Linked DNA regions of Mus musculus: region 2 is linked to region 1. Evidence: chromatin contacts called from public HiChIP or PLAC-seq data. All regions are on one chromosome and are shown on one strand. Each heading gives the region's core, a stretch centred on a gene start, on an enhancer-like site or on the middle of the called end of the contact. The rest is flanking DNA. Distances are from core to core; before and after follow the strand shown. Region 1 holds the start of Hsh2d (hematopoietic SH2 domain containing). Region 2 holds the start of Tmem38a (transmembrane protein 38A).

What was found. HiChIP or PLAC-seq counts read pairs in DNA pulled down with a chosen protein or histone mark.
Region 2: an H3K4me3 HiChIP or PLAC-seq map of embryonic stem cells shows a contact between it and region 1, with 23 read pairs. The contact joins the promoter of Tmem38a here to the promoter of Hsh2d in region 1. A contact is called at or near these places in 1 of 39 promoter capture datasets (pre-B cells) and 3 of 115 datasets of contacts at active chromatin or transcription factors (all in embryonic stem cells).

Annotation. Positions count from the first base shown.
Region 1 is chr8:72,187,735-72,191,764 of GRCm38.p6, reverse strand. It overlaps Hsh2d (hematopoietic SH2 domain containing), which reads right to left and starts at 2,097. Exons shown (of 6, transcript NM_197944.1): 1 at 2,078-2,097.
Region 2 is chr8:72,569,974-72,574,003 of GRCm38.p6, reverse strand. It overlaps Tmem38a (transmembrane protein 38A), which reads right to left and starts at 2,181. Exons shown (of 6, transcript NM_144534.2): 1 at 1,777-2,181. The coding sequence starts at 1,900. Smim7 (small integral membrane protein 7) reads left to right here and starts at 2,956. Exons shown (of 5, transcript NM_172396.3): 1 at 2,956-3,000; 2 at 3,089-3,130; 3 at 3,986-4,030. The coding sequence starts at 2,975.

The DNA of each region.
Region 1 (4,030 bases), core at 848-3,347:
TATATATAATCAATGCATTGTACATCACGTAAATTGTTTATACAGCTATGAATATATAAAGAGGTGGGAGGCATCCTCTTTGTTTGTTCTCTCTCTTCCTCTCTTCTCCTCTCTCTCTCTCCCCCCCCCCCCCCCCCGTGGATTCGTTTATTCCAGGCTGGCCTTATCTTCCCACCTCCACCTCCCAAGTGCTGGGATGACAGGGCTATTCTACCAAGTCCAGTTTACACTGTGCTGGAATATACCCCAGGCTATGGCTACATACCTGTAATGGCACTTGGGAGGTAGAGGCAGAACTACCAGGAGTTCAAATCTGGCCAAGGATACACAGGGAGATCCTGAATTAAAAATGCAAAGCCAGAGGCTGGAGAGATGACTCAGCGATTAAGAGCACTGACTGCTCTTCCAGAGGTCCTGAGTTCAAATCCTAGCAACCACATAGTGGCTCACAACTACCTATAATGAGATCTGACACCCTCTTCTGGTATGTCTGAAGTCAGCTACAGTGTACTTACATATAATAATAAATAAATCTTAAAAAAAAAAGAAAAGCCAGATGTAGTGGTGTACATCTGCCATCTTAGTACTTACAGAAGGAGACAGAAGGGTCAGACGTTTCTAGGCCAGTCTCAAAACAAAACAAAAACCTGAATTTCTCCTAATATCTGGTTTTTATTTATTTAATTGCTTTTTGTTTTCAAAAAAGATTTTAATTTTTATTTATGTGTATGTGTGTGCCTCTCTGTGTGTGAGAATGTGTGTGAGTGTAATAGCCATGTGTATGCAGGTACTACTGGAGGCCAGAAGAGGGCGTTGGATCCCTGGAGCCAGATTTACAGGGGCCATTAAGCTTATGCAGGCACTGGGAACTAAACTCAGCAACTCTGCAAGAGCAGTGTACACTCTTAACTGCCGACTCTCCAGCCTCATTCTAATATTTAAAAATTTTGAATGTGTATGGGGGGGGTGACCATGTGTACAGACACGTGTGTGTGCAGCTGTGTGTGTAGGCCTGCAGCTGACACTGGCTCTTCCTCACTTACTCTTCACTGTATGGATTGAAACAGTCTTTGAATGAAGGTTGGCTGCCTTGCCGAGTGTGACTAGACAACGTCCCTAGGAGGGTCTCCCACTGCCTCCTTTCTCTTCTTTTTTTTTTTTTTTTTTTTTGTCTTTGTTTTTTTTCAAGACGGGTTTTCTTTGTAAAGCCCTGGCTGTCCGGGGAACTTGCTCTATAGACCAGGCTGGCCTTGAACTCAGAGATCCCCCTGCCTCTGCCTCTGCCTCTGGAGTGCACCACCCACTTCAGTTTACTTCCCCTTTTTATTTCATTATTCACTGTGCTTCACAGGCAGAGACAGGCACATGTTTGCCACAGTGCTCTAGTTCTGACCGTGTTCAAGCACATTGGAGTCTAGGCCTCCAGGAGTGCAACAGACAATCCTGTCCAGGCTATCACCTACCAACATGTCTCCCAGAGTGTAGCACCATCATGAAGCAGATACACGTGTCTCTAAAGTACAGCTGAACCCAGCTACATGCTACACAGAAAGGTCTCAATGTTTATTCTCTTTCTACTTCAGAACACTCCTACAAGTCTTTCAAGACTCAATACAAATGTCCCTTCCTCCAGCCAGCTTCCCTGCCTCCCCTGCTCAAACAAAACCCTGGCCACAGTCCCACCCTCTCCCGGAGCTTCTCAGTTAAATTCCTTCCTTTCTCTGGCAGCTCCAGTAAAACCCCGTGGGGCCGGAGGGGCTTTACCTCTCTCTGCCTTCCCCTCGTGGTTTTCTTGGAACACTTGGTTTCTATGAATCAGGTCTCACCATGTAGCTAGCTGAAACCAGCCTCAAACGTGTACAGCCTGCCTCGGCCTCCAAAGCGCTGCAATGACTTGTGTGGAGAGCCATGCCAGAGTTTAGCCCTTGCAATGCTTTCCTCCTCTGGTAAACCCTTCTCTCATCTTCTAGCACCACTACACCCAGTGCTGAAGTCCCAGAGCCTCTGAAGCTGGGGCATGTTGGGATGCAGGGATGCCAGGATTCTGGATGCAGGGTGCAGGATGTAGGATGCATACCTTGGACAGCTTGGGTTGTGTTCCGAAGGGCTCTTGAGCTGGCTTGAGCTGGAGTTTAAGTTTCGGTTCAGGGTCCACACGTCAGAGGGGCAGGGCCAGGAGCCTCAGTCAGTTCCTGTTTCCTCCAGCAGGTGAACAGGGTGGGACCAGAATAACTCTCAAGGCTTGAGTCTGAGGCTGGAGTTGTTCTTGCCAAGCCTTGCTCAGTACTTACTCTCTACCAACTCTATGGAATCGCTGAGACAGCTGCCGCCCTGCTTCCCAATATTGGTATTCTTCTAGTTTTTTTCCCCCTTGAGATACAGCTTTATGCACCCCAATTGGGGTGCTGAAGTAGACTCTTGCCTCGACCTCAGGGTTTACCATCATGCCAAGATTATGCATTGCTGGGGATGGAACCCAGGGCTTCATGCTTGCTAAGTGAGCTACAATCACTTTACCTACTGAGCTACAAGCACTCTACCTACTGAGCTAGATTCCCAGCCTCTTAACAGCAACCTTGAAGTAGTCATAGGTCAGGAAATGGGCATATGGCAATCAGAGAGTGAAAGGCAACAAGTAGGAGAGGCTGCTTGGGGGGGACAGGATACAGGAACAGTATGCATATACAGGACAGGGAACTGCATATGCCCCAGACATGAAGGAGACATGAAAGGACAGACTTGCTGCACACACAACACCTATCATACCTTCCTTTGCAAAACTCATTTGAAATATCATTCTACAGTCATGTTGCCCTCTAGGCCAACATCAAAGCAAGATGGCTTGGGTCTGTAGTTGCAGTACTCAGTAGCCTGAGGCAGGAGGATTTGGGGTTCCAGGCTAGCCTGGGCTAACATAGGGACATTCAAACTCAATATCCAAACTAAACCAAAGCAAGAAAGCAAGCAAGCAAGCAAACAAACAAACAAACAAAACAAACTGGAGTAAACCATAGAGTCCATCTATCTTATTCTGGTTTTTTTCTCCCTTCTGTTTTTTATTTTTCTAAAACAGGATCTCACAGCATCCTGGCTGGCCTGGAATCCACAGAACACTGAGGATGATGTTGCATCTCTGCTCTTCCTGTCTCTATCTCCTGGGTGCTGGGATCATAGAGGTGTCTGTATTTTCTGCGATACTGGGATGGGACCCAGGAGTTCTTTCACCATATGTGAGTACCCTGCCAACTGAGCTGCAGACCCAGTCCATGCCTGATTTTTCTTCTGATTTTAAAATGAACTACAATGTATGTGCACACTCTGGGTCCTGGGTGATGTGTCCCTGTACCTAACAGGCATAGCTGACTTGGCTGTAAGCTTCCTGGCCCACCCCTTCTTGCCTCTGCACCCAGTGCATTTCCGTCTTGCCTCTGCACCCAGTGCATTTCCACCTATCCTGGGTCTTTGGAATGAACACTTTCTAGGATAGAGTTGGTGCCTCTCTGACCCCTGCTCCTCTCCAGGGTGGCATAGGCTTGGGAGTTTCTGGGCTGCAAAGGTCCAACAGTGGAGGAAACCAGTGTAGGCTCTGATGATAGACCCACTTAAGGGCCCAAGGGTTCAGCTGAGTCAGCACATCTGGGCAAGTTATTGTGACTTAATTCATTGACTTTTGCCTAGACTCAGGATGAGATGTGCTTTCACTGGCGGGGCCAACTTCATAGAACTCACTTGACCTCTCCAATCCTCCTCACACTTTGTTGCGCAGGGCTGGTCCTGTGGGGTTCTCTTGTGTATGTGACTCAGTCTTGGAGAACATGAGCTGTTTTGGCTTGGCTCTTTGTCCACCCCACTTCTGAGCAGCTTGGGGACTGTGGTCCTCTAGACTAACATCTTCTTGTCAGTCTGTCAAAGTAGAATTCCCCCACCCTCATGTCTCTGATTAACAAATGGACACAGCCACAGCCTCCAAGGGAAGTGAAAGGAAAACTATCCTCTCAGGACCCTCAAGACCAAGTTCTCAGCACAAAGG
Region 2 (4,030 bases), core at 932-3,431, 380 kb before region 1:
CCCCACAGGGGAGGGAGAACAACTCTGTCAAGTTGTCCTGTGCCGTCCACATGCATGTCCTGGCACATTCACAATCCTCCCACACGCGCACACACACACTAAATGATGAAAAGAGTTAAAAATAAAAAGAGCACCCCATTTTCAGCACACTTCCATACTAAGTCCATTCCAGGGGGTTCCCACCTCCTCACAGTGGATCTTGGGGTGTGCTGGGTTCCACAGAAACCACCAGGAATTCTTCCTCAGACTGGAAACCCCGTTACTCCAAACAATAGCACAAACAAGAACTTCACCTTGCAAAGCCTTGTTGCTTGTGCACAGGGAAAGAGACCCAACACGCATGCCCGACAGTCTCGCTAATCCCGTTTGCATAAGAGCATGTATTTATGCTTGTAAGGACACGTGTACAATTTCATCTGAGAAAGCTCTGGAGATGGGCCCTTTTGGGGTTATCAGAACACTGTTTTTAAACTTGATTTTTTTTTCCTTCCACCTGTGGGCCATCTTGAAGCACCACCCCATCCCTAAGCAAACATAGGAGTCTGGTTTTGTCACCCCAAAAGTAATTAATTTACATACCCACCCACAGAAGGGTCTTAACTTCCCTGGAAGGAAATTACCCTGTCCTTCAAATTTGAAGGTTCAGTAGAATAACTAAAACTACAGAAGACAAACACGACACATTTGCTTACACTGAACTTGTAATAAAAATAGAACGCTCCAGGGAGGCATTTATTTATTTATTTATTCATTTATGTAGTCACTTATTTATGTTTGTTTTTGAGATGGTCTGTAGTCACACTGGACAAGAACTCATCAATAGCCCTGGCTGTCCTGGAATTAACTTGCTTTCCTCCTTTCTCTACGTTCTACGTTCTGGGGTTAGAGGCGAGCTACATTTGTCCTCATTAAAGCAGATTTGGAGGAGGGGTGCGGTAGCAGCAAGATGACTCTGCTGGTAAAGGAGCTTGTCTATGAATTTGACCACCAGAGTTTGACCAGTGACCCCCGTAAACTGTCCTCTGACCTCCACACATACCCACAACACAGAGATAAGTAAAAGTAATTAACTTTTTTTTTTTTTAATCAAAGAAGTAGGGTCTATCCTCCTCTGACTCTTGAAAGGAAGCTGACCCAAAGTTGCCCTGTCCTGGAACGGTTTAGGCTCCATAAGTGGGAAGGATCCCAGGCCCGAGCTGGCCCAGCTGGCATGTGAGAAGGGAGGGAAGAAGATGCCAAAAGATGCAGTACAGAGGGGACATGGGTGTCACTTTCCCCCGAACCTGATCGCAGCACCCAGCATGGCCAGTCCTTATATAGTCACCAGGCAGTCAATTCAAGGGCGTTAAGGGAGGTCATGGCAGCTGACGTCCAGAACATCTGACCCTCGCCCAGGCAGGTCCGATCCTTGATTTGGAACCTTCGCCACCATCAATCCCCCTTGCCCAAGATTAAGTTCAGGAATCCTTGCTCTAACCTGACTCTGGCCTTTTCGTTGCCCCCGCCCTCAACCCCAACCCCGCAGCACCTGTCCTCCTAACCGTAAACAAGAGCGCTCCTTTTCTTCCCTCCCACCTCATTTGCAGCCTCCTTTCCACAGCGCCTCTGTCCCCAGGGTTCGCTCCTCCACCTGCGCGAGCGTGGGAGCACTCCACGATCTCAGCCTCTGCCTCCTCCCCCATCCAGCTCCAGGATCTAGCCTGTCTCCTCCTTTCGTCTCCATCATCAAGCTAGGGGCAACCTCCCTCCTGGTAACTCCTACAATCCTCGACTCACCTGGCTCATACTTCAGGTAGATGATGGAGACGATGAAGTAGCTGAGGTCGAAAACAGGGAAGAGCGGCACCCGCGAGAAGCTGAGCGCTAGCTCGCCCAGGCTCAGCGCTGACATCAGGTCCATGGCGATGGAGGGCGCCTCCCCGGCCCCGTGCGTCCCGCGCCCCGCTGCCCGACGAATGCTCCCTCGCCACTGAGCCCGCCCCACTGCCAGGCACCGCCCCCCGCCTGCCCCCACCCCTCGGGAGAGGAGGGGTGGTGGGGGACTCCTAGCAGCCGGGAGCCCAAAATGCGGGGCCGTAGGGACGTCAGAACTCGTTCAACAGAGCCAAAAAGGCGATCTGTCCCCTGCATCCAGCACACACAAGAGGGAATCTTGTCCTTAAACATCTGCGTAGTTAGAATCCTGTCCCTTTTCCATGGGACTAACCAATTCAGGACCCCTATTTCCCTCAAAACCCGCGCCCTCGGAAGATCTCAGCCAAGAATATCATGTTTCATTCCTGAGGATCCAAAGTCAGAACCCCGCCTCCCACAAGGGGACCTCAACCAAACCCTCACGTTCTGTTTGGTTTTGTCTCTCTAAAAGGCTCCACAAGTCAGAACCCTCCTCTTTGTGGACCCCAGCCCAGACTGGATCCACTAAGTTAGGACCCTCCCGCTTCAGGAGGCCCCACAAGTTAAGATCCATCCTCTGTAGACCTTAATCCAGGCCTTATGTTCTGTAAGTCTGTCCGGTCAGGACTCTCATTCTCCGTGGGGTTACTCGAGTCAGACCTGGGAGGTCCGTGGGAGGTACAACTCAGGCAGGAGGTCATCCTGACTCTATGCACTCTGAGCCGGGATCGCAGTTCTCCGTGGGGACCCAAGTGGAGTCCTTTTGGAGTTCAGGCATCTGCCGCGCCCATATCCATATCCAAGCCGTTCACGGGCGGCTCAAGGGTCAAGGGCGCAATTTCTGTAGCCCGGAATCCATAGCCCAACCAACCCCCGAGCGGCATCAACAGCAGGGACCAGCTGTGGCACGTAACACTGAGCATGCGCGCGCGCACCCCAAGCTCCGCCCTGTAGGTGACATCATGCTACATCCTCAGTCGAACCCAACCAATGCTGATTCAGAATTGGTCAGTTCTCGTTCCACTTTCCGCCCCTCATCACGGCTTCCGTTTCCGGTTTGACGGACGCCTTGGGTGTAAGGATGATCGGAGACATACTGCTGTTCGGGTAATATGAATGAGGGGTGTTAGAGGTCGGAGAGTGGCAGTCAGAGGGGTGGGGGTGACCCTTACTGACCGTTACTGTCCCTCCGCAGGACGCTACTGATGAACGCCGGGGCTGTGCTCAACTTTAAACTGTGAGTAGGCCGCGACAGGCGGTGTCCCAGACAGCCAGGCCCTCCCACAGCCAGTCCCCGCCCACACCCTTGGTCACCGCCAGTCCCGCCCTGTGCATGCTCCACGCCCCACTAATCCTACCTCTAGCCACGCCTCCGCGCTGCTTCACCAGGCTCTGACAGTTCTGTATCACTCCAGGATCTTTAAATCTGTACTCTCTAGACCAGGGAACGGCTCAGCGGGCAGAGGCGCTTGCTGCCAAGCCTGACTACTTGAGTCCGATTCCCGGATCCCCCATGGTAGAAATCCTGTTGATTGTCCTTTTGATCTCCACACAACTGCTGCGGGATGGCACACTCATTCTTTTTTTTTTTTTTTTTTTTTTTTTTGGTTTTTCGAGACAGGGTTTCTCTGTGTAGCCCTGGCTATCCTGGAACTCACTCTGTAGACCAGGTTGGCCTCGAACTCAGAAATCCGCCTGCCTCTGCCTCCCAAGTGCTGGGATTAAAGGCGTGCGCCACCACGCCCGGCCCGGCACACTCATTCTTACTTGCAGATTAATATTAAACAAACAAAAAAAAATCTGCACCCTGGGATTGCTTGCATCTCCAAAGAGCCTCATGCTCAGGCTTATCCCTCAAGAATGCCTTTCTGGCTCTTGGACCCACTCTATCCTGTCTGTGGCTGCACACCCAGCTGTGATGGACTAGGCTGGTTGAGAGTGTCTCACAGAGGGTTGTATCACTGCCCCAGGTCACACTGCAAGTCGGGGGCAGAGCTGAAGTTCATGCCCTTCCTAGCTGAGTGTCAGGGTCAGGAAATCCGATGGTGTTTATGTTTCACGGAAAGCTGGAGTTATCTGCTGTTCTTTATAGGAAAAAGAAGGACACACAAGGCTTTGGGGAAGAATCGAAGGAACC